Linked DNA regions of Pan troglodytes: region 1 is linked to region 2. A link is a contact called in public Hi-C data. All regions are on one chromosome and are shown on one strand. Each heading gives the region's core, a stretch centred on a gene start, on an enhancer-like site or on the middle of the called end of the contact. The rest is flanking DNA. Distances are from core to core; before and after follow the strand shown. Region 1 overlaps LTBP1 (latent transforming growth factor beta binding protein 1). Region 2 overlaps LTBP1 (latent transforming growth factor beta binding protein 1).

Evidence for each region. A called contact is a pair of places that touch in the nucleus more often than the background predicts.
Region 1: a Hi-C map of stem cell-derived neural progenitor cells shows a contact between it and region 2, with 3 times the contacts expected there. The contact joins two enhancer-like sites. A contact is called at or near these places in 2 of 7 Hi-C or Micro-C datasets (induced pluripotent stem cells and stem cell-derived neural progenitor cells).

Annotation. Positions count from the first base shown.
Region 1 is chr12:89,797,946-89,802,512 of NHGRI_mPanTro3-v2.0_pri, forward strand. The region is part of intron 3 of LTBP1 (latent transforming growth factor beta binding protein 1); the gene reads right to left. Among named protein-coding and RNA genes, the nearest start is that of LTBP1, 86 kb to the right of the region's middle. Within about 2 kb of position 1,801, at least 8 of the 24 cell types and tissues checked have an H3K27ac peak or open chromatin away from gene starts, as enhancers often do. A contact at or near this core is called in stem cell-derived neural progenitor cells, where this site is marked.
Region 2 is chr12:89,465,961-89,470,282 of NHGRI_mPanTro3-v2.0_pri, forward strand. LTBP1 (latent transforming growth factor beta binding protein 1) reads right to left here. Exons shown (of 34, transcript XM_515398.8): 31 at 3,796-3,966. Among named protein-coding and RNA genes, the nearest start is that of RASGRP3, 37 kb to the left of the region's middle. Within about 2 kb of position 2,646, at least 5 of the 24 cell types and tissues checked have an H3K27ac peak or open chromatin away from gene starts, as enhancers often do. A contact at or near this core is called in stem cell-derived neural progenitor cells, where this site is marked.

The DNA of each region.
Region 1 (4,567 bases), core at 551-3,050, 330 kb after region 2:
TAATTTGGTGTCCACCTCACCATCACTCCCATTTCAGGCTTGGTCTCTTTTCCGGATTTAAAATTCAAATCCTGACTACACAGTTTAGCCTATGAAAAGATAATGGTCTTCCATTCTGGTCTCAAAATGTGTTTTTCCTCTCTAATTTTTCAAAACACTTTCATGGAACTCTACGCAGTTTTGCTTACTTCTCATCTCCATATCAAGGTATGTAGCCAGTTAGAATTTTTTAAATTAAAAGCAATTTATGTGTCATTTAGAACTAAGTAAAACTACACAAGAAAATCTCTTATAAATCATACAAGGACTGCTTTAAGAAACTCATTTGTTTCTAATTTATTTTCTCCGTTAGCAACGTGTTGCTAAAATCACAAGAGAATAGAGCATTGCTCATATGAATTAATTCCTATCCATCGGCAACAAGGGGAACCAAGGGTCGGCTACAGCATCCAAAGAAAGGCAATTATGCACAATGAGCAAAGAAGGTGGTTCGAGGTTGCACTGCCAAGAAATGACATATTCCAGTGGAGTCAAACCCCCCTCTTCAAATTTTGGCATTCTGCGGCATAAAAATAAAACCAAAGAACATTGAAAAGCAAAGCTTGCCACCTACTGCCCACTGGCATAATCGTAAATGTTCAAATTGCATCCTTTTTTTTTTATTTAAACCCTTTTACTAATTGATTGGCATGGATATTTCCATATTGCGTATTTATTCATTTTCACCAGTCTCTGAGAGGAAATGTCAGCCCCTCAAATTTTTAACCAGATGCTATTTCAAACCCTATACATAATCAGCTATAGCCAGTGCACCTCTAACCAGAAAGCAAACCCAACTTCCAAATGGTTATATATGTTGTGTACTGTATATAATAAATCCACCAAAATGCAGTTGTGTTCATTATAGTATCCAGACCAGGGAAGAATTCCTTTGAAAATGTGCCAGCTCTGTCCTATGCTTCCAGGCCTGTCATCATTCTAGATGATATGGAATACAAAACCCATTTTCTGATCCTTATAGATTTTAAAATCCAAACATTAATAGCTTAACTGCCTTCAGCTAGTTTATAAATAGTTGATATACATTCACACTACAAAATTTTAAGTAGAAGCCCAGCTAAAACACCTCAAAGATCAGCTTTAAACATTTAAACTTAAATACCTTAATTATATTAATACCGACAAGTGTTTTCATGGGTTCTGAAAATGTTTTCAGTATTCCTTTTTCATTTGAACTTATTCTAAAGAAGTCTGAGAAATAAATGCATTTTAGCCTTTTTTTTTTTAGAACAACAATCCTTCAAGTCTCGTCTCTTTCTTCTAACTCTGTAGATTTGCGTATACACACCATCATTCCCTCAAAAACAATCCAGAACGCTGCTAAGGAGAAAGTGAAACTTTGAATTAAAGAAGAAAATGCCATCTGAGAGAAAGATGCCCTAACAGCCAGTCACAAACCCAATTAGGACGGTGAATGGTGCAAACACGACTCCATCTGCTCTCCTGTCCCCCAGGGAGCCGGGGAGGGGGTTAGGGCCGTGGCGTCTTGAGAGGCTTATGGCAAACAGTCTCATCACATCACATCGATAACTCCTGAGGCCCTTTGAAATACAACTTTAAAGGCTTCTGCCTGCTGAAACTGTCCATATGCAAAATAGCACCAAAGCTAGTTGAAGTTTTTTCGTTGTCTGGGAACTACTATAAAGCAGACAATAAAAAATAATTCATTTTCAAGACAGATGGCACCATAATGTTGCACTATTTTCTAGTGTGCATTTTTTCCTAAACACTAGAGGCAGCGTCTCCATACAAAAGAAAGTCCATCCAGCTGTAGCCAGTTAGCTTTCAGATTGCTGTTTCTGTAGAACATCACACACATTTAAAAAAAAAAAAAGTCCCTTTTTTCCCCACCATAGTCAGCTCAACCCTTTCTTCTAAAACTCTATAGGAGCTATTATTTCATGCACTATTATTGTCAGTGTTTCTGATCTCTTTCCTGCTTGCATCTGATTGTTCACACCTGAGAACACCTAGAAGTGGTTTGTACTTGTAAGGTTAAAGTTTAGTTAGATCTTCCTACATTCTGTCTGCAATTCAGAAGGGTGCCTGGTGCACACAGGTAATGATACAGTAAGTTAATCCTTTAATTAATTTAATCCAGGCCCATTAACACCAGAACTGGGCTTTGACTGAACAGATAAAATATTTGACTTAATATCAACAGAGGGGACAGTATTACATGTTTTGTCCTATAAAAATATAGCTCTCTACTAAAAATGAAAAAAAACCCACTTATACTAGAAATGATGGAAGAAACATTCCAGTTATCAATTATTCATTGAAACTAAAGAATATTTAGTTTGGCTGCTAGCACACTGCCTGGCACACAGTAAATATTCAGTAAATGCATGTGAAATTGAAAGTCCCAATCATTTCTTTTGGTTTCTTGTCAAAGACTTCCTAATGGAGCTTGATCGAATCCTTGTTTTTCATGAACATCCTAAATTATTTGAACATAAAGCTGAGCTTGATCAAATCCTTGTTTTTTATGAACATCCTAAATTAATCTGAACATAAAGCTGATATGAATATGTAAGCTTTTTAAAAGAAGCATAGCCTTTCCTCACTAGGTATGAAAAGCATTTCTGATTCTGTGAAAGGCAATTACTATTATTTTTACCAAGCAGCATGTTACTACACTACTTCACAAAGCAAATCACAAAAACTTTCCTAGCAACTTTAGACCTTAATAGCTAAATTAAATGAATATAAGTCTGAAACAAAAACTGCTTTATTTATTAATAGTATCAAATACATATGCAATTTTTGTGTCATACTGTTACTTATATTATTTTAAATAATAACTAATGAGAATGCAGTCCAGCTAGGAAGACATTTAGAGCCTAACAACCTGTTGGTTATTATACATCTGTGTGTGATTACCCAAGGTTCCTTTCCAGTTCACCAATACAGGATAATCAAGATGTAGGACTTCTGTCACCTAAAGGAGGGGGAATATAGGTGAGTGGATCACTCCTAGTGTAGCAGGAAAAACACAAAGATACACGGAAGTTCGTATCGATAGGGGTAGAGATAACACAAAGTAGTTATGGCAAAGCTGTAAAGCCAACAAAGATAAAGGTAGAAAACTCTTGAACATTTGAAACAGGAAAAAAGACCTTGATTATTCTACAGAGCATGATGTGTTAGTTTGATCAACACAGAGGGAAATCAAATCTGGTTTTGATTATGGGTTGATGAATTTAAGTCTAGGGATAGAGTGGAATAAGGAACAGGAAGGCTTCAACGACATCCCCTACTTTCCTGTTCCTAAAGAGGATAAGATTACATATCATTCCATTTAACATAGGTAGAGAGAGAGATCAACATTAGACTACACATAATTCCTTAACCTGAATCCAAAGGAATTATTTTCTTGACTGGCAGTCTGAATCCTTCCTGTTTTAAAGGGAATCAGAACCCTCTCCTCTCAAGTCCCTGTGCAAGACAGACACTCCATAGGGCCAGCTCCTCTAGGCCTCCCTCTCTCTCATCTGCCCAGCAGCCAGCCTCCCAGGCCTTCCCTCACACTCTCTTAGCACCCCACCTGACCTGGCTTTCCAGGGTGAGCCTGACACTTCTTCAGTGACTATCAGAGCCATCTTCATATTCCTCGGAGCCCCACACAGAGCTCCTCTGTCTGACTGTCAAGGCTTTCCATAATTGGACCTGCCCACCCAATCTCATTTCCTGCTATTCTTCAATCCCCACAAAGAGATCAATTCCCCAACAGGAGAATCATTCCCACCCTATCGTCCACCTGTTATTTATTTAAAGGCCAGACTCTCCTTCACTTTTCCAAGTCCTTCCAACTCTGGTCAATGTTCCTTTAGTCCAGTCCTCCAGCCCCTGCCAATCTCCCCCTTCCTTACTCACCATTAGAATTTATACTATGCACCACATAGTTTAGCAGCTTATTAGGTATTATGCTATGTTATTCACTATTTTGCAGACACATTAGCCTGATCCCTCCAATTGGAGTACCTAGAACAGCAGTTGGTATGTGGATGGCACTCAGTAAATATCTGCTGATGGAATGAATGAATCAACTATTGAGAATCTGTGTTCTGGGGGCCAGGAGGACTGAGATTCTATCTTCACTATGGTGAACCAGAGATAACGCAACCAGTTAAAAATGCACAGAGAACTTGGAAAGTTATAGATGGTTCAGTAGTATATTATGATTTATGTCTGTGTAAGTCAATAAGCCTCTCAGAAGACCAAAGAATTCTGAAATAAATTACCCAGTCAATGAGTAACAGATTGTATTCTTATCCTAATGGACAAGGGGGGATTTTTTACAATCCAATTTAAGACGTTTCTTCCAAGTTTGAGCATAAAAAAAATCAGAGTACTAATAATATTTTTTGCATAAAAGTACCTTCCCTTGGAGAATTCTTAAATATTTGATAAAAACAATCTTTAATATGAAAAGAGCTCTTAGAAATTAAAGAAAATTATAAGCACATGTAACAGAAAAGGGTGTGAAGATGTTAATTATCCACAT
Region 2 (4,322 bases), core at 1,396-3,895:
TTTATCATAATAACTGTGGATATACAAACTAGAAACAGTATAGCAATGAAGCTAATTTTTTTTTTAAATTTGGCATGTGGTATCTTTTTTCCGCTGATATTCTGTATTTTTCCAAAAATATTATATAATACATACTTCATATGCATTTGTTCTAATCTACTTTTTAAAATGTTTTTCGAAAACTTTAGTTGAAAACAATTTATGCAATATTCTGAAATCCATATTTTTAGAATAGATTTAATATTTAAAATAAAATTCATTTTTAGAATATTGCTACATTATTCAAAAATTCATTTCTCATAACAAAATACTTGAAGGTTTTTAAACCTAGTCAATTAAATTGAGTGTAAATTTTTACAATATTTTGGGGGAATAATTTTATTTATCTATTTGAGACAGGGTCTGGCTCTGCTGCCCAGGATGGAGTGCAGTGGTGCGATCTTGGCCCACTGCAACCTCTGCCTCCCGGGCTGAAGCCATCCTCCCACCTCAACCTCCCAAGTAGCTAGGACTACAGGTGTGTACCACCACGCTTGGCTAATTTTTGTATGTTTTGTAGAGATGGGGTTTCACCATGTTGCCCAGGCTGGTCTCAAACTCCTGAGCTCAGGCAATCCACCCACCTCAGCCTCCCAACATGCTGGGACTACAGGCGTAAGCCATGGTGCCAGCCAGAATAATATCATAAATTTAAAATGTACACACTTAGCCTGGTATTTTTATTTGTCAAAATTTTCTTACTAAGCCATTCCTGCAGATGCATACATGGAGGTTCATTGCAGCATTGTTCATGGGTACCTACCCAAAGGGAATGAACTCATTATATCCAAAAGATATCTGCATTTGTGTGTTTACTGTAGCACTACTCACAATAGCAAAGAGATAGAATCAACCTAAGTATCCACCAATGGAGGAATGGATAAAGACATTCCCTTTGGGTAGGTACGCAGTTAGTGGGATCGCAGGGTAGTTCTATTTTTAGTTCTTTGAGAAATCTCCATACTGTTTTCCATAAAGGCTGTACTAATTTAAATTCAAATGATGTAACTTCTTTTTTTTTTTGAGACAGAGTCTCGCTCTGTCGCCCAGGCTGGAGTGCAGTGGCGCGATCTCGGCTCACTGCAACCTCCACCTCCCAGGTTCAAGCTATTCTCCTGCCTCAGCCTCCTGAGTAGCTGAGATTACAGGCATGCGCCACCAGGCCCGGCTATTTTTTTGTATTTTTTAGTAGAGACAGGGTTTCACTGTGTTAGCCAGTATGGTCTTGATCTTTCCTGACCTCATGATCCGCCCGCCTCGGCCTCCCAAAGTGCTGTGATTATAGACATGAGCCACTGGGCAAGGCCAAAAGATGGTAATTTTAAAATAGCTGCATGGAATCTGTTTTATAGATGTACATGATTTATTTAGACACCTCTTGTGCTGGGCACTTGTTTTTCTTCCTCCCCTAACCTTTCCCTGCCCCATCTTGCCCCAGTCCTGATTTTCCTTTTATAAACAATGCTGCAATGAACCTCCACATATGCACCTGTAGGAATGCCTCAGTAAGAAAATTTCTTTATCCATGTAATACCACTAAGCCGTAACCAAGAATAAAATCGTGTGTTTTACAGCAACATGGGCGGAACTGGAGGTCACTATCCTAATTGAAATTACTCAGAAGCAGAAAGTCAAATACTGAACGTTCTCACTTATAAATGGTAGCTAAACAATGGGTACACATGGACATATGGAATGGAGTAATATACACTGGAGACTCCAAAATGTGGGAGTCTGGAAGTGGGGTAAGGGTTGAAAAATTACCTGTTGGGCACAGTGTTCGCTATTCTTGTTATGGGTACACGAAAAACGCAGACTTTATTTACCACTATGGAATACTTGCAGGTAAGAAATCTACACTTGCACCCCTAAATATATCAATATAAAAAAATTTTAAGTTCTAACTTTCATCTATTTTAAGAGATCCTAGATTGTAAAATGTATCTTGATATAATAGATGTTAAAAATTGGGAAAAATAACCTGTGGACATTGTTATATGTCATAATTATCAGATGACCCCAATCTCAGGGATGCTGAAGTGCAAAATAACAAGCAAAGTGTAGCTTAGATTGATGATATAGACTTCAGTTATAAATACTCTGTTGGATATAAATATATTAATATACAGCAATAACTAATATAAATATATAATGATAATTAATATACAGGAAAATGCTAGGAGGATAAAAACCCAACTGTCAAAAGTGAGTATCTTTAAGAAGCAGAGTTCAACTGTGATGGGGTAGGTGGAGGGGAATATAACCTCTTTGACTATTTTAATACTTTAGGAGGAATACATGTGATTTTTGGGAAAAAATTAGACAATATAAAACCACTGCATAAATAAAAAAGATTTGAGGTAGTGTAGCATTGTGAGAAAATGACTCAAAAGCCTCACTGAACTCACATTAACTTAGTGATTTCACTTTTATCTCCCCGTGGCATCTGCTTCCAGGGCCCGAAACAACCAGTAAAGCTAGTAATTACCCCCTGCTCTACCTACATCCTCCCAGCCCTTGCAACAACCCAACAGGACAGATGTAGACGCCTCCGTTTTACAAATGAGCTGTACAGGGTGAAGTTATTTTCCCCTTGTCATGCAGCTGCTATGGCAGTGCTGGATTCCAGACTCAGTGCCAACTGGCCCCAGACCTGCCCTCTTTCCAATTCTGGGCTGCTATCATTGCCATCTAGTGCTTTGTGTATTTGCTCTTTATCCTTGGCTATTCATTTTCTTCTTACGGGAATTCCCAATTATTTTCTCTTTCATGCTACATTGGTTTTAAGTTATTTCTAAGCTGCAAAGCTAATTTTCTAAAGAGCTTGAAAGAAATATTCTAATTGAATTAACTAAAAATTAATGCATTTCCTCTTTTCAAGCAATTTTTCCCCTCTCGACCATTCTGAGAATATATTCATAATAAACTCCTTTGCTTTCTACTTGCACATGATCTTTCTAGCTTTAACAAGTCAACTTTACAAAAGGATATACTGGACACTTTGGAGTGCTTTCCTTTAATGAGAAGGTGCTATGATGGTAAAAAAGGGAAATTAGCAATCAGTGCACAACTCAACGGTCACCAAACAGCCTAGCCAGGAAGCACAAAGCCAGCACCTTCCAGGCCTCCTCCAAACTGGGAGAGGGGATGAAACTGGGAGCTTAGCCTGTCTCATCTTTTCCATTTGACCAAAGGTTTAAACCCAGATAGATCTAGAACTTGAAAGGAAAGGAGATTTGTTGAAATACTTCTTCGATTACTTTCTGTACTTTTCCCTTTTTGTTCTAACTCGTTTCTTATATCTCTACATACAGAGATTGACATGAAAATTTGGACTTTGACCTAGAATGATTTTCTACCGTCTCTAATACACATTTTGGTCTAAGTAGAAACTGTTAGGAATGAGAAGAATTGTAGTAAAAAATGAACTGCCAGGAAATATAAATTCTAAGCCTATGCCACTGATTGCTAAGTTATGTTTTTTTGGGTCATTTATCATTCATTGGGGTAATGGAATGAGAGTTTCAAAAATTAATGACAGGGTCGGGAGTAGAGGTAAACCAGGAGCCAAATGTTTATGCAATTCTGCCCTACACACACACACACACACACACACACACACACACACACACACGTGATGAAAGTAAGATATCAGGAGTGAAGGCAAAGATACAGAAGAGAATGTCAGGCTACAAAGGAGGTGAGATGAACTTGTCCCCAAAGGCCTCCTGCAGAAACCTTTGGATATGGGCTCACCTGAATCCTTCATGGGGCAGAGGGCACACTGCATGCCCCAGGCCTCTCCATACAGACAGCAGCACTCAGTGTACGTTGTCTGCTTGCCCACAAGAGGCCGGCTACACACGTACTCATCACTCAGATGTTCCCAGCACAAATCTTGGTAGACATCAGTTTCTTCTGTTTGTTCTGAAAGGGAAGACATAGTTCCATGAAAATCGCACAGTTACTCCTATTTATAAACACTGTGTTGGAAGCCAGCAAGTCTCAAAGTTTCCATCTCTATTTCTAAGAGTGACTTCCAAGTAAAAGTCTGAATCCAGTCTGGTCTTTCAATGGATCAATTCTCTGTCATCTCCAACTGGGTGTCATTCCATCAGCTGAAATTCCAGCTGCCCATCCGGTCCCGACACAATAGTTCTCTATAGCTTCCTACTTCTATATAAAATGCCCACTATCTTGCTTGTCCTTCATAAGCCATCAGGCTTCTCACTCTCCTAATCTTCACTTTTTCATTTACTCCTGTCAAACCCTACCATTTCTTT